Regions from separate parts of the Zea mays genome. Here region 2 is linked to region 1. Evidence: chromatin contacts called from public Hi-C data. All regions are on one chromosome and are shown on one strand. The core of a region is the stretch at or near the end of the contact, and the rest is flanking DNA. Distances in the headings are between cores, read along the strand shown. Region 1 holds the start of LOC100191310. Region 2 holds the start of LOC100381502 (histone deacetylase complex subunit SAP18).

Evidence for each region. A called contact is a pair of places that touch in the nucleus more often than the background predicts.
Region 2: a Hi-C map of ear shows a contact between it and region 1, with 1.8 times the contacts expected there. The contact joins the promoter of LOC100381502 here to the promoter of LOC100191310 in region 1. A contact is called at or near these places in 2 of 25 Hi-C or Micro-C datasets (ear and tassel).

What each region holds. Positions count from the first base shown.
Region 1 is chr4:246,298,260-246,302,170 of Zm-B73-REFERENCE-NAM-5.0, reverse strand. LOC100191310 reads right to left here and starts at 2,096. Exons shown (of 3, transcript NM_001136744.1): 1 at 1,526-2,096; 2 at 231-489. The coding sequence starts at 1,624.
Region 2 is chr4:246,965,532-246,969,442 of Zm-B73-REFERENCE-NAM-5.0, reverse strand. It overlaps LOC100381502 (histone deacetylase complex subunit SAP18), which reads left to right and starts at 2,213. Exons shown (of 7, transcript NM_001174333.3): 1 at 2,213-2,394; 2 at 2,497-2,633; 3 at 2,840-2,872. The coding sequence starts at 2,520.

The DNA.
Region 1 (3,911 bases), core at 847-3,346:
GCTTAGCAGGTTTTTTGTTCTCAGAGTTGAAAATTGCAGATTATGCCTACATTTTTTTTGTTCTCTGAATCTGCAATTTTAATATAAAATATATGCAATAACTAAAATTCAGGCACCCTGATTTCAGCAAGCCCCCTAACAAAATGCAGGACCAAAATAGCAAAGACTCGTAGGAATGGTGAATTTAAATATAAACGGTGACTAAAGAAGGTTGATCACGATGTACTTACTCTTTAGACCACGTATCAAGTCTGAACTCACTATGAATGAAGAACTTGAGATGCCACGACCAAATGGTGCGGAATTATCTACTGGTTTGTATAAAACAAGTGCCATGTCCTCACTAGGCACATGATGTGTTGTTAGACCTTCCATCATGAATTCCATACTGGGTATGTCAACACAGTTATTGATTTTCTCTCCCAGCATCTGGAATGGCATTGAAGGAGCAGGTGGTTCTTCTTCCATAATTGGTGGGAGCTCGGCATCCTATAAATAATAAACAACATTTCATTCAGAGAGGCATTACAGATGCAGTGATAAACACTTCCAACGAATGTAAAATACCAAAATGACAGGATGCTTAACTATATGCACAACAAGACATGCAATACACCATGCATGATAAACCTTGCTTCGCAATATGCAGCGGAAAATCACAACATGTATATGGTTTTTCCTTCTTTACTTGAAGTGACCGACTAGAAAGCATGGTGCTTTTTTGCTACCCTCCCCGTTCCAAATTATAAGATGTGCTGTTTTTTTCTAGACACATCGCTTTTACTGTGTACCTAGATATGTACCTAGACATAATGTATATCTAAGTGCATAACAAAAATTATGTAAATACAAAAGTCAAATCGTCTTATAATTTGGAATGAAGGAAGTAGATAACAGGACTGTTGCAACAAATGCATAGAAACGTATAGGTATAGAGATGATGCCATATGAGCACCCTGAGCACATCATCATCGGATAAACCTGGCTACATTTCTACTCCAAAAAAAAATAACTCCAAGAAAGCAACGGCGGCAGCACAAAATGTGGCAATACGCATGTAAACAAAACAGCATCCTCATAAAATAGGGCGGCCTATGAAAAGGCTACTGACTTGTTGATTGCATACACTCTTTACAGGAAAGACATTTTCGTCAGCTCATTCAGCAGGGAGTTTCTGACAGCAGATACAGCTGAGTAAAATCATGCTAGTTAATCAGAAATAAGAAAACAGACAGTATATGTGGAACAATATATAGTTGAAGCAGTACCTTCCATTTTTTTTAAAAACACGTATACATATTTGCTGTACTTGCTAACATGTAGCCGCTCCCTAATCCCTATAATCAACCACCCTAATGACTTAATGAGGCGTCCATCAATCATCACCAATTAAATGGATGAATTCGGATGCAGAGTAGCATCACGAGAATATTAGGGTAAAAGATTGCGCCATCAAACCAGATAGGAGCCCTCAATTAATAGAAGCCTGAAAAAAAAGGGCACAAACAGTAGTTTACCAACTCACCAATCTGCGGCTCTTGGCAGCGGGGCCGGAGAGGGAGAAGTCAGAGAGGCCGTCCATCACCTGCTCCAACTCCTTCCTCTTCCCCGCGAACCCCACCATTGTCTCGCCCGAAACTAGAAGGCCCCGCGAAATCCCGCCACGGATTCCGCAGATTCGGAGAGTATTACGGAACCCCCCGCTCCGGTCGAGGGCTGGCTGAGCCCCGCCGCTCCGGAGTGATGCTGCTTCCGCTGTCCCTGCCGCGGCCCCCGACGGCGGCCGGTCGGGGGGGTTTGCTTCCGCGCGCCGCGGGAGGGATCCTTGGGCGAGGAGGGTTTTCGCGCTTTGGGTTTCGCACGCTCCTCCGCTCGTGTGGTTGGGTTGCTTGCTCGGTTAGTTGGTTGGCTTGGTTCGCGTTGTGTGGAGGTCTGGACTCTGGACTCTTGAGAAGGAAGGATGGTTGGTTCCAGAAAAACGCGGTGGTCTCGAGCCCTGGACCACTTGGTCGCTTGCAGGTGGGGTCAGATTTGCATCCTTGTTTTGAGGGACGGCTGGAGAAAAATTCGGTGCGAACTAACTGGCCGCAGATTCCTCATGTGCGATCCGGGCGGGATTACTGACGCGTGGCGGTCAAATCATCCGGAGAGGCGAGAAGGCTTACCCACGACGCTTTGCAGCCGGCTCGCATCCATAGCCAAGAACAAGGCTCGGCTCTGTTTACGGCTCGGCTCATAAACTTTAGCTTAATTTTTTTTCCATCATTGAAACACAAAAATACTGCAATCGGATGTGCCTAAGCGTGAAGGCATGAAGGGATAAGAGCATTTGCCTGAGTGGTCACTGAAACCTATAGAGTCTGTTTGAGAATGCAGTTTTAAAATATTGTAGTTTTGAGATACTATAGTTTATAATTGTACATGACACAAATACTATGGTATTACTTTACCACAGTAAAACCATAGTATTGCTAAAAATTGTGATCTGTTTGGTTCCATTGAAAAACCAAAGTATATGTAGAGAGAAGAGAAGAAAACTAAGGCCATGATTGGAGTTTTGAAAACTCTAAAAAATACCACGGTTTTGGGTAAACCATGGTACTTAAAACTATATTTTGCCTATACAAACCAAACACCTTTTGAGTTCCAATACTATAGTATCATCAAATATCATAGTATTGTTTCAAAACTGCAAAAATACTACACTTCCAAACAGGACCATATAGTATGTTTGGTTTGATGAATGAGTTAGTTTATCGTCTTCTCACTCCTCACTTCCTTATTTGGGTTGTGAAATAGAATAAGTTGATTCATCATCATTCCATTCCTCGTATGATGATATTTAGTAATAATATGAGGAATAAGTTTATTCCACCAAATTTATGGATGAACTCACGATGCATCACTTTATCTAAAATAGATTGATTTTTTAAACAAACACCTTCTTAAAGTCTAATTCCATCTCAGTGAATCGTCGGCATACAAGTAAACAAACAGGATGCACGACAACCCAATTCCATCACCTAAGTGGTTCTGTCATTACAAATACCAAAATAGCAAGGCAAGTTAAATATGAAACTTTCATCCTCATCGGAAAGCTCGAATGTTTGAGTCCTTATACAAATTAAAGGCAAAGAGTACATCCATGCATTTTCATTATCTAGCACTCCATCAAATTATAGTTGTCTCATGGCTGATGCAGCATCCTTATGAACTCCAAATAAGAGGCCTCGGTATCCTCCTTGTATAACATGATCATCTGTCATGAATGATTCATGTGCAGTGGCGGATCTCCAACCCGGACTGCCTTGGCTGCAGCCCCGGTTGCAGCCCAGTAAAGCGAATAGGCCCATCACCGCGCGACAGCCTAGCTCCAGCCGCGCCCAGCCCCGTGAACATCCTCCCTCTATCCTATACCCCCAGCTCTAGCCGCCGCCCACGCCCGGACCTCGGAGGCTAGAGCACTACCGTCGCTGTAGCCTGCAGCGCCGCTCGCTCGGAGCCCAGAGGCCAGACCGTCGAACGACCGGAGCATTGTCGCAGGCCGCTCGTCCCGCCGGCGCCCAGAGTCCAACCGCCGACTCGTCGTTGTCCAGCCGCCGACCACGCGGTGACCGGAGTCCGGAGCATGGGAGCAGGCGAGGCGTGCACCGAGCAGCCGTGAGCCCGTGACCGTGAGCCCGAGCCGAGCAGAGCAGGGGTTTGTGATTTTAAGTTTGATTTGAAGTTTTGATTTGATTATTTATTTGGTAGTAATCCCATGTTTAGTTTGTGATGAATGGATGAATAACAGCATGCTATGCTATATTGAGCGGGATATGTTTGTAGATATTCAAGATGAAAAGATTTTGAATGTTTAAATTATATCTTGCTTCTTGTGTCATATTAAACATCAATTATATTTTTTGTTT
Region 2 (3,911 bases), core at 964-3,463, 670 kb before region 1:
TCTTTTTACTAGGAATATGTTATTATGTATTTAAAATTTATGTTCAAAAGAACTCAATGAAAATATAATATTTTTATTTGATCACGATTGAAGTAAGAGTGTTCTTATTTGATTTTTATTGTGGTTAGCTGAGCAAACAAGGGGAGAAGTTGACGACTTGTGAGCACTGTGGCACACAGCTGCTGTGCTCGCCGGATAAAAAAATCTAGACGAATAAACAAATCAGCCACAAAAATAAAACTGGATGAGAAACAAATCAGGACAAACAGATCAGCGACATAAATGAAAAATATGGACAACAAAAAAAACAAATAAGTGATAAAGACAAAAAGTATTAAAAACACCCATCGTAGGGCTCGAACCCACGACCATATAAGGTTAAGAGCCTTGTATTTTACCAACTAAGCTAGACAAGTTTTCTGTATAGAATGGAGCTCGGCGCCAAGATTTATGGCGCCGAGCTCGGTACCACGTCGGCGCCACGACGTCCGTTTGTGCCAACGCAGCACGTACCTCGGCCTCGGCGCCACAGGCTACGGCGCCGAGTAAAGGGTCCAAAAATGACATTAAAATTTTCTAGGGTCTAAACGTGAATTTTTTTCCGATGAAGGACCAAAATGCAAAAAAATCGGCGAGCCCGGCCGGCCCGAAGCACGAAAAAAGCACGGCCCAGGCACGACACAACACGAAATATTTTAGTGCCGGGCCGGCACAGCACGATATATCGGGCCGGGTTTGGGCCGAGGTCGCGGCCCATGGGCGGGCATGAGCATGAACACGGTCCGTTTAAGGCAGACACGAAATGGCCCATATAGAGGTACGAAAAGGCCCATATATTTATTAAAATCACACTTCATTCCACACTTTTATGTACTTGATAAAGAACACAAAGTTATAGATCATGTTAGTTAGATGTTTTTTGTAGCTTTGAATTAGAGTATGTGATGTAATTTTATTTTTGTTATGAACATTAGATAATGAACTGAACTTATGAACTATATATAGATCTGATTATACTCTTTTTCTTTCTAACAAAATGATTTATAAACGAGGTAGTCATTGCATAGCTCTAGTAACTTAATACAAATATATTAAGATTGCTTTTGGTCAAATTTATTTGTCTTATCTTTTATTTGTTTTATTAAATTTGTTTTGAATTTCGGGCCAAAAACTGAATTTCGGGCCCTAATGTAAATTTCGGGCCGCCCGAAATGAGCCCGACACGTTTAAGCAATTACGGGCCGGGCCGTGGGCCGAGGGCTAGGCCCATGGGCCGACACGGCCCGAAATTCAAACGGGCCGGGCCGACCCGAAATTCAAATAATACGGGCCTTTACGGGATTGGGCCGGGCCGGGCGGCCCGAATATACACCTATACCTGCAATAAGGGTCTTGTGTCGTCATGGCTATCTATCTATCTCTAGCAACTTATTCATCTTCATTTCTCTTTTCAAACTTTACTATGTCAACAATATCTTCAACAGTCATATACACGATTTGATCATGCATATGACCATACAAACCATTTCTTTGTATTGTAGATTGTACTGTTAGGTATTGGAGTTTGAAACAGGGGATGAGATAAGTAAGAGTCTGTTTGATTGGACTGTGACTATAAAAAAGCCGTTGTAGGCTGTGAGATGTGAAAAAAATTGTTGTAGACTATGAGATGTTAAAAAATAAAAATCGTTTGGTAGAAACCACTAAAAGTTTATATATATAGTTCTATCCGAAAGTCACTAAAAGCAGATCCAATGATGCTTTCTTTTTTATACTGCAAGAAAGTCGGCTTTTATAAAAAACTGATTCCTATCCAACCCTTTGGTTTGACTTTTGACTTTTAGGAACAAAAGCCAAAACCAAAACTAAACTAAAAAAACCTTAAGGCGGATGAAGATAGCTTTAGTGGACCGAATTGCAATTATGTAGGAGTATTTTTCGGCCCTGTTTAGTTCCGTGACTAAAGTTTAGTCGATAGAGTAGCATGTTTGGTTCCAATGACTAAATCGAACTAAATAGCATTAATTGTTGTGGATAATGACTGTATTACCCTTATTAATTAGTGGATGTTTGGTGCAATAAAAAATTAGAGAGGGCAAATAAGGTAAGAATCTTAATTTAGTCATCTCTTGTGACTAAAGAACTAAAGTTTAGTTGTCTGCTTTTTTTAACTAAAATGACTAAATTTTAGTCATCCCAAACCAAACGAGGTCTTCATTGATCTCAAGGGAGGAAACTGCAAAATTTAGGGTTTGTTTGGCCCTATTCGCACACACCCACGCCGTCGGATCCTCCTGCCCTCCCCACGTCCACCTCTCTCCGCCGAAGAATCGGCGGCGGCGGCGGCGGCGGCGAGCGCCTTCCCTTGTCAAAATCCACCCGGCGGCAGAGCAGGTCAACTCGATTCCTCGTTTTCAACTGGTCGATTTGGCAAAACGTTTGTCTACTTGCAACCAATAGGTTGGTTGATGCGTGTGCTTCTGTTCAAACTCGCAGAGCCTCGTTGCTGAGGAGGGGAGATGGCAGGCATGACCGATATGCCGATGAGGCCGGCGCGGCCGGGCCCGCCGATGCAGCACCGGGGCCCTCCGCCGATGGCGCGCCTCCGCCCCGAACCAATCGACCGCGAGAAGGTCAGTTCTTACACTCCTTGCGTCCCCCTTGCTCATGGTGTCAGTCTTCTAAGTAAGTTCTAACTCATGAGATGCCCCTTGTGGCGGATTGTGCTTTCACAAGTATGTAACACTTATGCATCTCCACAGCATTAGGTTAGGTTTTGCGTCTGAGGAATGTGAATGCTGACTAATTTTGCTGACAATATTTTTTTTTGTGTGTGTAGACCTGCCCTCTGCTGCTCAGGGTTTTCACAAGGGTAAGCATGCTTATGTCTTCTTGTTTCTGTCCCAACGAATTTATTTATTGGTTACCCTGTGCTGATTAGCACTTTACTCCAGTTTGTTGAGTGAGATTTAAGAGTCTGCAGTATACTTGATTCACTTATTTGCATTGCTACTGCAACTTTTTATTTGTTAGTCAATTTTGTTGTACCTATTGTACATGGTGGAATCCGCAGAAAGCTTTTCATCATCAAACTATGCCTTTTTTTAAAAGGCAATTTACTAACAGTTTACCTACACTTGGAATTTATTTAGAAGTCTACGCTTTAAGATGATTGCGTAGCTAACAGTATAATTATTTGAGTGTGAAACAAATGATTAAATAGTGAAGTTTTAGTTAAACACAAGCCTTGGTTAATTAGTTTCATAAAGGGGAAGCAACTTAATCCGGTTTCCGGTCTACTTGTTCTGGAATGATTCTGGCAAAAGGTGATCTGCTTAAATGAAGGTAAGAAACAGTTTATTATGTTGAAAGGCCTGCATTTCATATTTAATTGTTTTTAGAGTTGAGTGCATTTTAACATGGCTTAGCCGTCCACTAAAGGAGTTCTTTTGGTGTTCTGTGAGCACATTTCTAATGGCAGTTCTTATTTAGCTGTCCTGAAGGTTACTGGGTCAATTGGTGCTCTTCAATCAAAAGTTTATTGCCTGTTTAGATTCTGAAGCTGGCCATCTTTCATTCCTAGTTCTTCTTGTGAATCACAGTAGTAATTCCATGATACTTTAGGATCTAGAAGTTGGGATGCATTTTTATATGGATGATCTGCACACATGATACTACATACATTGTGCACACATCTTATCTTCTTACATATCTTCCAGTTGAGATTGAAGAAAACACTGTGTTGAGCAAGACTTGAGAGCATGCAGTATGCTTGATTCACTTGTTTGTATACTACAACTATTCAATAGATTTTATTGTATCTGTGGTGCTTGGCAGATTCAGCAGAAAGGTTTGAATCATCAAACTATGATATTTTTTTAAAAGGGCAATTTACTGCCAGTTTACTTACA